Linked DNA regions of Gossypium arboreum: region 1 is linked to region 2. A link is a contact called in public Hi-C data. All regions are on one chromosome and are shown on one strand. Each heading gives the region's core, a stretch centred on a gene start, on an enhancer-like site or on the middle of the called end of the contact. The rest is flanking DNA. Distances are from core to core; before and after follow the strand shown.

Region 1 (5,164 bases), core at 1,474-3,973, 150 kb before region 2:
CTGCCAGTGACCGCAATCCACGCTCCGCAAACTTATCAATTACAGCATGAACTCGACGTTCCAACTCTGATTTATTGTGTGCAAGATTAAGAATCTGATAATCACACCACAGCAATGAATTACTTTAGAACGGATTTGCACTACTATCAAAATATTTTAAGTACTAGACAACATATGAGCCTACCTGTTCAGGTGCACCTTTGCTGACTCGGTGCATTCGACCTTGATTATCAATATATGTAAGAGCCGTTCGCTTATCGGTTGGATTGAATGGAAGGAAGTGAACTTCTTGAATACCGGCTCGTGCCTAGGTAGTTTTTTTGAGGCAGTAGAAAAGAAACCAAATTAAGATGAGAAGTACTAGATTGAATCATGTTTGAGACATTAACGGTGAGGGGCATACCTCCTTTGGATCAGCCAACATCCCTACTATAGCAGCATCAATGGCATCCTGGTTTTCCAGCCGAGATGCACGAGCTGCCATCAGAACTACAGTATCGGGATCTACTCCTTTCGCAAAAATCTATTCCACAACATCCATATAAGTGTTGGAACTGGAAATAAAATCCGAAAGCTAGAAATAAAACAGAAGCAACTGTCAATCTACCTCGATAAGATTTTTGTCAACTGATAACTTGTTCAATGTCAAAGTTCCGGTTTTATCACTGCAAAGGACATCCATGCCAGCCATTTCTTCTATTGCTGTCATTCTTTTTGTTATAGCTCCCTGCAGTGACATATTTATATCATCACGATCAAGCAATGATCGTTGAAACAAGCAAAGTGGCACGATGAATTAGTGCAAACCTGAAGAGATAAGCGATGAGACCCAATTGCCATTGTAACAGATAGAACTGTGGGCATGGCAATAGGAATTCCTCCAATGAGTAGTACCAGCAAATTGTCGATTCCAGGACGATACTCACGGTCCTGAATCGGGTACATAACGATGATTTCTGTTATCATTCCGACTGCGATGGAACATATACAGAAATTACCAATGGCAGTCAACACCTGTTTAACAAATAACCCAAAGCATTTCATCAATAAAACAAATGCAAAAGAACTTGGAAGTAAACATCAAGGTATTGTGCAGCTGATGTTATAGACCTTTTGAAAGTGACCTTGTTGATTTGTTGAATCAACAAGGTGAGCAGCTTTGCCGAAGAACGTATGAACACCGGTGGCGATCACGACGGCTTCAATCTCTCCTTGTTTGCATGTAGAACCCGAGTAAATACTGTCACCAGGGCCTTTCGTTACCGGAAGAGACTCACCAGTTAATGAAGACTGCAACACGTGAAAACCCAATATGAAAGTTAAACTGATACAATCTCAGTTCATCCAACAGTACAATGAATCCATTGTTGTTTTCAAACTTAACCTGATCGATTTTGAGTGGATCACCATCGAGGAGTCGAGCATCTGCCGGAATAATGTCCCCGAGTTTAATGCTGATGATATCACCTGGAACAAGAATAGAGGCCTCTTCTTCAGACCACTTCCCATCTCGAAAAACCTGAAAATGATTTTTTAAGTCAAGCAATTTCTTGTGAAGGTCATTCAAAAGGGTGGCTTGTTCTTCCATACTACCTTAGCTTTAGGAGCAAGACGAGCCATTAAAGCAGCAGCTGCATTGCCAGCATTGTTCTCTTCTATGAAACTTATTGTTGAATTAATAATAAGAAGAGTAATAATCCCAACAAAATCTTGCCAGTCAGGTGGTTTCCCCTGCAAAACCAAACATCATTCAAGGGAATCCTTAAAACTTTAAGTTACTAAACATATATATATATACTCACTCCTCCATTGGCAAGAGCAATAGCCATGATAGCAGCAGCTTCCATAACCCATGAGAGAGGGTTCCACATAAACCCCAAGAACTTCAAAATTTTACTCTCCTGCAAAAACCCAGAAAAAAGAAGCTCTTGTTTACTTGAAAAAACTTAATTAACTAAGACAATTAGTCCTTTTTCTCAGAAAGAAAAAAAAACACCTGTTTTTCCTCAAGCTTATTATAGCCAAAAATCGAAAGCCTTTGCTCTGCAGCTTCAGTGGTTAAACCATCTCTGTTACACCTCAAAGTTTGAAAAACTTCTTCAAGTGGCACATTTTCCTACACTCAAAACAAGCCTCAAATTCATCAAATATCAAAACAAAACAAAACAAAACAAAAAATCCCAGAATTTTTTCTTTAAAGAGAAATGGAAGCAAAAGGGTTATTATACCAAATCAACAGCTTCCTTAAGCACAGCATCCAAAGTTTCATCCTTGTTTTCCATATCAATAAAGTTGGTGTTTTTCAGACCTTAGACACCACAAGACTAAAACAAAAGGAGAGAATTTGAAAGACTTAAAACACAAAGAAAATCAGAAATTGAGGAGACAGAAAACAGACTCCATCATTTCCTCTGCAAATACTCTGTTTTTTCTATCTTTCTGGTTAATATTGTTTGTTTTGTCTCATAAGAATATCAATAACAAATGAGCCAAATTACTTATTTTTTTTAAGGGTAGGATTGTTCTAAAGTAGGGATAATTTTGATAACCATGGACAAAGTTAGATTATGTACTTGGCTGGTACCCTCCCTGTTACTATCATCTTCTCTATATTTTTTGAATTCTCTTTTTTATTTTTTTGTTGTTCTTCATGATTCTATTTTGGAAAACAAATTTAATTTATTTTAAAGTATTTTTTTATTTTATATTTAGAAATATATACAATACTAACTGAAATTATTAATTTCAATCTCTTCAAATACTCATTATTAACTTGAAAATTGAATATTAAATTAAATTAAATAATTAGCCATATGATAGTCTAATGGTTAAATATGTTGATAGTCTCAAATATAATTTGAGTTTGATTCGCTAATCGTATTGATTATTCGAACTATACCAAAAAAAATTATTATTTTATTTAAATTAAAAAAATTCTTTTGCGTTTAAGTTAGGTGCACCTTTTTACCATTTTCACCCATTCTCACTTTATTTCTTTTTTATTTTACTAATTAAAATAAATATCTCACTCACTTTTGCATTTAATGCAATATTAAAATTATGGGATGATATAATTTAATATTAATTAAGGTACTTAATTGCATTATGGTATCGTTTATGCTGATTGGAACCTAATCCAATTTTTCCTGTTAATGTCGTTTATACCAATTTATTTTACCTATAGAGGTGAAGCCAAAATTTTTTTTTTAGGAATATAATTTCACTATTTCACTATTTTAATATTATGTATTTTATAATTTTTAAAAGATTAAATTAAATTTTAATAATTTTAAGAGGGTCAAGTACAATTTTACCTTTATTAATTTAAAATTTAAAAATATAAATATAAATTTAATAATATTGGATTTGTTGAATTATGGTTTGTTATAAGTATAGTGTGGGATAATATTATTTTTAATTTATAAAATAAATTTTTGTTTATTTATTTTGAGTTTGTTTAACCATAAATTATATTTCTAAAATTTGTTAAAGAATATTTTATATAATTGATTACTATTTTATTTTTGAGATTTATTTAATTTTATTATTTGATATTTATCAATATTTTATATATATATTTAAAATTTTAATAATAATAAATCCGAAATAATAAACCAAAATAAATTAATACCAATATATATCAATACTGAAAATGTACGTCCATCAATACGGTATTAACTACTTTATTATTAACATTAAAGTTATGATGGGTAGGAATGTAAAACTAAAAGGTTTTCTTTTTAATTTAATTTTAACTTTTTCAATGACATTGACTAAAGGTTGTTCTGTTTTTTTGCATGTAAAAGATGTCTTTTTAAGCAACTTTAAATAAATTTTATAGTTTCCCATTTTTTTTCTTTACAATTTCATATGTTTTAGAATTTCAAAACCCACTTCATATATTTGATGCACTTTTACTTTAGAATTCTAGATAACAAATGGTTAGGTGAAAGTATTTTCTTAAAACTATTGCAAAATTTTGCTTTTAAGTCCTTCTACTTTTATTACATTTGAAATTCTTTTATTAAATTTACGTTTAATAAAACATTTTTTTATTTTAAAATGTTATTTAATAGGATTAATAATTAGATATGAATTTTAAAATCTAAAATATAATAAAAAATATATTTTAATTATATATTACATAAAGTAAGGTATACAAATAAATTAAGAAAGATGGGGACTTATTGACTTGACAACTCATATATTCTATCAATATAATTATTGGATATTACAATATATAATACTTTATTTAATTTTAAAATAAATATAAATATTTTCTTTATATTTTATCAATATAAATAGGATAATAATGCATCTCAGTGCATTCAATTCATATCTTATTACATTAATAATATTTATATCAATCGAGTTAAAATTTAATCGAAAAATATATTTAAATTGTTAAATATAATAAACCCATGCACCACACCACATGATTTATTGCTTTCAAAATATAAAAACACTAACCGATAATTATTTAAAGAAAAAATTACCGATTGAATCTTAATTGATTGATATAAATATTATTATTAATTTAAAAAATATAAATTTAAATATACTGAATTGCATTACTCTCTAATATAAATTTTCCTTAGAAGAAAAAAAGAAAAAGAAAGAGAAAGATCGTTTTCAAGTCTTAGTTGGGCTATTTGTTCCCCATCCCACACGACACCCCCATTTGAAAATTAGGCAACAGAAGATTACATTTCAATTATACATATGTACAAGTAATAATACTAATAATAATAATAAAGTTTGTCCATGGTAGGAAGGCCCTAGATGGGTTGAATTTCAACCCTTTTGCTCAAATTTTTTTTATTTTTATTATTATAATTTTATTTACAATTTTCAGTTGTATAATTATTTTATAAAATAAGGTTCAATAAATTTAAATATTCAAATTTCGACAACAAAAAATATAATTATAGGATCAACCACCCCAAGATTAGATCAACAAAGATGTGGTTAAGTTGAAAAATAATTCCATAAATCATTCAAAGTTTGGTGTATAAACCTACCAAAGAATGCAATTAAGTAGATATGAACATCTATAGGTTTTAATATTTTAAGGTTTCCCATTTTTTACTAAAACTTTATTTAATATGATTGCTTAGCTACCAAAAAACCAAAACCAAAAAAAAAAAGACCAATTTGTAATTAT
Region 2 (5,335 bases), core at 132-2,631:
ATTTTCCTTCTTTTTTATCAACATTAACGTTCAAACTATTGAAATTCACAAGAAAATTAAAAATATATATGTTACCGGACTTGGAACTCTAGAGAAGTTTGGATACAAGTATATATCCACACAGTTTGGAGATCATACCCCTTAAAATCATGTCTCAAAGTCAGACACACAGGTGCAGAACAGGAATGATTTAGGGAAAGTAAAGAGTCCCAATAACAAAGATTATACTAATTATAACCAATATTATCAGCAATACCGTAATGTAAATCACAATCGTTGTGTTTCAACCAATTTGCTGAAAACGTACCTTTCTATTGGTTCTTCAAGAATAACTTTATCGCCAAAATATATAATCTACAACAAAAAGAAAAGAAACATTGCAGTACAAGGAATCTATAGGAATAAAACAACATAAAATTTAACACGCGCACTTCCATGCCTACACGGACTAACAAATTCCCCCATAGTATTTAATAAAAACTAGAGAATTTACACTAAATTTTTTTTTTCAATAAATCATGATTATCCTCACAAAAACTAAAAATACATATATCGCACAAGTCAGCAGTTATATTTCTCCTCAACTAATTCAAATTCCATAAATTTACCTCACTTTAAAAATAAAATAAAATAAAAATAAAGCAGATGCATTTAAATTTAGGCTTTAGAAAATATATACGATCTACCTCAAATTCGCCAAAAGCCTTAAGCCTGTCCAGAATCTGTCCCATTGGAGCAGAAAAAACCTGCAAATAGAAACCCGAAAACTTTCAAAAGCTCTAAATTTAAGAAGTAAAACAGAGCAATATGTACTAAATAAATCATACATTCTCTTAATAAGTTTTCATTAAAAAAAGTATAGTTTTCATATATTTAGTAGAAAACTCGAGCGAACAAAAGATGGTTAAAAAACCTCGCTTCCGCATTTCACCTTCTTTTCCATGACGCAAACTCCAACAGTTATCTTCTTATTTCCTCTAATTTCTTCTTCATCTCCTCCTCCCATCTCTTCCCTTTCTTTTTTTTTTTTTTTTCTTTTTCGCTCAGAAAACGATGCGAAAACACCAAACGAATATCTTCAGCTTCCAATCACCGCCACAACACCAACCGGAACAGGAAGTTTCTCCAGATAGGTGTATTCTATACGAAATACGTATACGAATACGTATGCAAGAGCTAGAAGGCTTTTTTTTTAACGAAAAGAAAAACAGAGAGCCCGGTTCAGCTAAGAAGAAAGCAAGCAAGGCGGTGAGTATGAGTCACGAAAAATATTAGAGATGAAAATGAAATGGAACGGTTTTGGAGCCAAACATGAATAAAAATCAGCGGATTTTATTTTCCATATTTGTTTTATTTATTTATTTATTTATTTATTTAAATTTAAAAATATAGATATATGTTATTGGGGGATGTTTGTTTGGGAGCAAGAGATTTTGGATTCTGGAATATGCAAGTGGATCATGATTTTGCTTTAGGAAACTGAAGGGGACGTGTAAAGTTAAAAGGTTTTTTGTTTTTTATTTATTCCATGCTTTTATATTGGAGATTTTAGTTCTGGAAATTTATTTTTTACACATCAACTGACAAGTAACAAATTTGGTGCTGTGTGTGTCATTTTCCATAAACTATTATTTTATTACTACCCAAAACATTATCCTTAAAAAAAAGGGGTGGCGCAACTTCAAATCTTTCAACAAGTGGCTGACCTTGATAATTCTCTATTTCACGCCAAAATTAGGGGTTAATGCCTAATTTTTTTTTAATTAGACTTTTAGGTTGTTTTTAGAAAGAGAACGAGAATGTACATTCAGCTAGACACATTTTTATTAAGAAAATAGATTACTTTTGAATAAGTAAATAAATTGAAATTAAATTATAAATACAATAACATGGCATAAGTAAATAAGTAAATGAATAAATTTTTTTTTTTTTGTTATTATTGAATTCATGAACATGTCACATGTTACAACTCACAGCTCACATGTAATTGCTTACTTTTAATGTGGTTCGTTGATGGGTTATTGTTGGAGTATATTAGTCAAAAGAATATATGAAAAAGTTTGCCTTCTTTTAGATGACCATGACACTATTTTTATAATATTTTGTACATTACTTAAATTACAAACTATTTTGAGTTTTAAATTCTCCAAAAGCATATATTTATTTTGTTAATTTTAAAAGAAATATTAATTTGGTTTTTGTTTTTTAATCCTTAAATTTATATTTAATGAGACGTATTAAAAATAATATTCAGGTGTATAATATTTTAAAAATTAATTAATTATTAATATAATATACACGTAAATTAGATTATGATCTAAGCAAATGAGGAAAAAGATTATGATAGAGAGATAGAAATGAAACTTGTTGTGAAAAGGGGAATGATTGTAATTGACCATCTAAGCCTCTACTCGTCAAGATTTTGAAGGTTGAACAAATGATAAACATGTTGTAATTGAATTTTTGTTAAAGAAGGATTCGTTAGTAAAATTAAGGTGAAAGCGTGTAACGTAATTAATGATAATTGTGGAGAATTTAAAGAGTTCCCCGCACGTTTCGCTTCCAAATTAAGGCTCCATTTTTACTGAATTTAATCTTTTTAATTTTATTTTTTTTCCAGATCATTTTTTTCCAATTTAGTTCCATCTGATATATATATACGTGAAAATTAAATTTACTATTAAACTAATATTATGTATTCACATTTATTTTATATTTTAAATAATCGTGTAAATAATGTAACGATTAATTAATTAATTTGATCACACAAAATGACCAAATAAATAAAGAATTTATACGGATTTACTCATTATATTTTTTAATAAAATCTAAAAATTAAAAAATAAAATTTATATAAAATCTAAAGAACTATTTAAATTTCAAAAATCCTCTTCTTCAACATAGAACCTAATCATTATCCTCTTTAGAAAGGCAATCATAGCAATAATTCTTCAACAAATAACCTAAAATGATTTCCAAAATAAATAAAAAATAGATAAAAGGTTTAAAATTTTCATATTTCTTTGTGGGTTTTGGTATTTGAATGGTTTGACTTCAACATTTGTAATGGTGCCCTCTTCCATGGACTGATTTCACCATGGAAACATTTTCTGGCCATTAGGAATTCATCAAACCAAGATAGTTAGTATCGTAATCATTTTTATATTGACATAGGTATGAATCCATATTGATTAATTTCAAATATAAAATACTCATTAGTTATGGAGTTAAATTATTATTTATTGGAATTTAAATTTTTTGTATGTCTTATATTTAACAATTGTTACTACATTGACGCTTGGACTAGGTAATTATTATCACATTAGAGCTTAAACTTTTTTTGTTCAAATTAGTCTTTGAACTTAACAATTGTTCTCACATTAGAGTCTGAACTTAGCAATTGTTCCTATATTGGGGCTTAAACTTTAGGATTTTCAAGGACTAACTTAGATCATAATAAAAAGTTAAAGTCTCAATGTGGAAATAATTGTTAAATTCAAGGCTTAACTTAGATAATAAAAAAATCTCACACCCTAATGTAAAAAACATTGTCGAGTTAATTGCCAAGTCTAGAGCCTAACTTAGATAAAAAAAAACTCAAAACTCAATATGAAAATTTTTGCTAAGTTTAAACCCAAAAATATTATTTAACCCTTAATTATATAATATACTCGTCAAATATATACAATATTTCCTAATAAACTTCACAAATATAATTCATTATTTAATAAATTCAAAATAAAAAATACATCCAAAATAAGTGGTAAATGGTTTTCACTTTGGAGTGCAATGTTGAGAGTTTAGACTTGAGAAGAGTTAATATTTAGTAAACAAATAATAAGGTAGTGTTTGGAAAACTACTTAATAATTGTTTGTAATTATACAACGATAACATGTTTGTATAATTATGGTAATTGGTGGGTCTCATTGAGTTGGGTGTAATTCAGTGGTCCAATTATACTTTCCAATTCTTACAAGAAAAATGAGAATTAGAGTAACTACGCAGTAATTACACTTAAATCTAATTTTTAAAATTATTTTATACAAGTTATAAAATTATATTATAAGCATAAACATATATGAGTGTTTGAAATGATTATAATAAAAATATATATATATATTATAAATTTTAAAAATTATCTTATAAAAATATTTTATGTATTTTATAAAGTCATAACAAAAATTATATTATTTAAATCTTAAAAATTTTCTAAACTTATGGCAAAAAATTTATTATATAAAATCATTTACATATTATAAAAGTTTTATAATATATTTATTTAAAAAATGACCAAAAAGTATGAGCATAACTTATTTACGAGTTCATGCTATATACAATAAAAATAATATATTTATTCATAAAAAATGCCATAATTTTTTATTGTAACTTATTTATAAAAATAATTTTCTAAATATAAAATTATACTACTTATAAGAAGTGCTATGAAAGTTATTTGGAAATTTATAAGAACTTATTTATAAATGTTATATATTATAAAATTTATATTATTTTACTTAAATTACATATTATAAAATGGATATAACCTAACATAAGTCTTTCTCCAAATTAAGCTTATATAAATTTTTATAATTAAAGTCACAAACTATTTAGATTGTGAATCTAAATATTATAAGGTCGATGCCAATTATGCAAAGACAAAACGTTTTATTGCACCATATCGCGGAGTATAATACTATATGAGAGAACGATGCCAAACACAAGAAACATAGACAACTCGCGAACTCTTTAATTTGAAATATTCAAGGCTTCAATAATGCAATTGAAAAGACATTTGTTGTTCTAAAAAATATTTCTCATATTAAAAACATCACCTTAGTATAACATAAAAAAAAGGTTAGATCATACTAGCATATTATATATTTCAAAACTTCATCATATGAGGAATTGAGATGATTTATACTTTGAAAAGCATATGGAAGAAGAAGATATTGATAATCTTAATGATACAAATTCAAATTTAGATGATGATGATGAACTTGACCAATAACCAACAAATGATTATAAATAACATATATTAAATATTAAAGAGAGGATAGCCTAATGAATAGACTTATTCATAGGTCAAACTACCCACCCAAAACTAAAGGAGTTTGAGCAAAAATATTAGGCCCAAAAATTGGGCTTAGGAAAAAAATTAGCCCCGTTTAAAGTATGGGTTGGGCTTAAGCATAAACATTCAAGGCCTCGAGCCCAACCCGACCTAATCCAACCCATTTTTAAGTTAGTAATGTTTTATGTTATGTTATTTTTATATATTATGTAATTTATAACACATAAAAATTATCTATAGTAGTATACAATGGAGTTAAATAT

What was found. A called contact is a pair of places that touch in the nucleus more often than the background predicts.
Region 1: a Hi-C map of leaf shows a contact between it and region 2, with 2.6 times the contacts expected there. The contact joins the promoter of LOC108456894 here to the promoter of LOC108456895 in region 2. A contact is called at or near these places in 3 of 5 Hi-C or Micro-C datasets (all in leaf).

The regions. Positions count from the first base shown.
Region 1 is chr9:6,619,291-6,624,454 of ASM2569848v2, reverse strand. LOC108456894 (plasma membrane ATPase 1-like) reads right to left here and starts at 2,723. Exons shown (of 21, transcript XM_017755627.2): 1 at 2,229-2,723; 2 at 1,997-2,116; 3 at 1,803-1,901; 4 at 1,594-1,731; 5 at 1,385-1,519; 6 at 1,111-1,290; 7 at 808-1,014; 8 at 608-727; 9 at 404-523; 10 at 185-307; 11 at 1-94. The coding sequence starts at 2,282.
Region 2 is chr9:6,472,568-6,477,902 of ASM2569848v2, reverse strand. LOC108456895 (inositol hexakisphosphate and diphosphoinositol-pentakisphosphate kinase VIP2) reads right to left here and starts at 1,381. Exons shown (of 30, transcript XM_017755629.2): 1 at 932-1,381; 2 at 687-746; 3 at 308-354. The coding sequence starts at 1,006.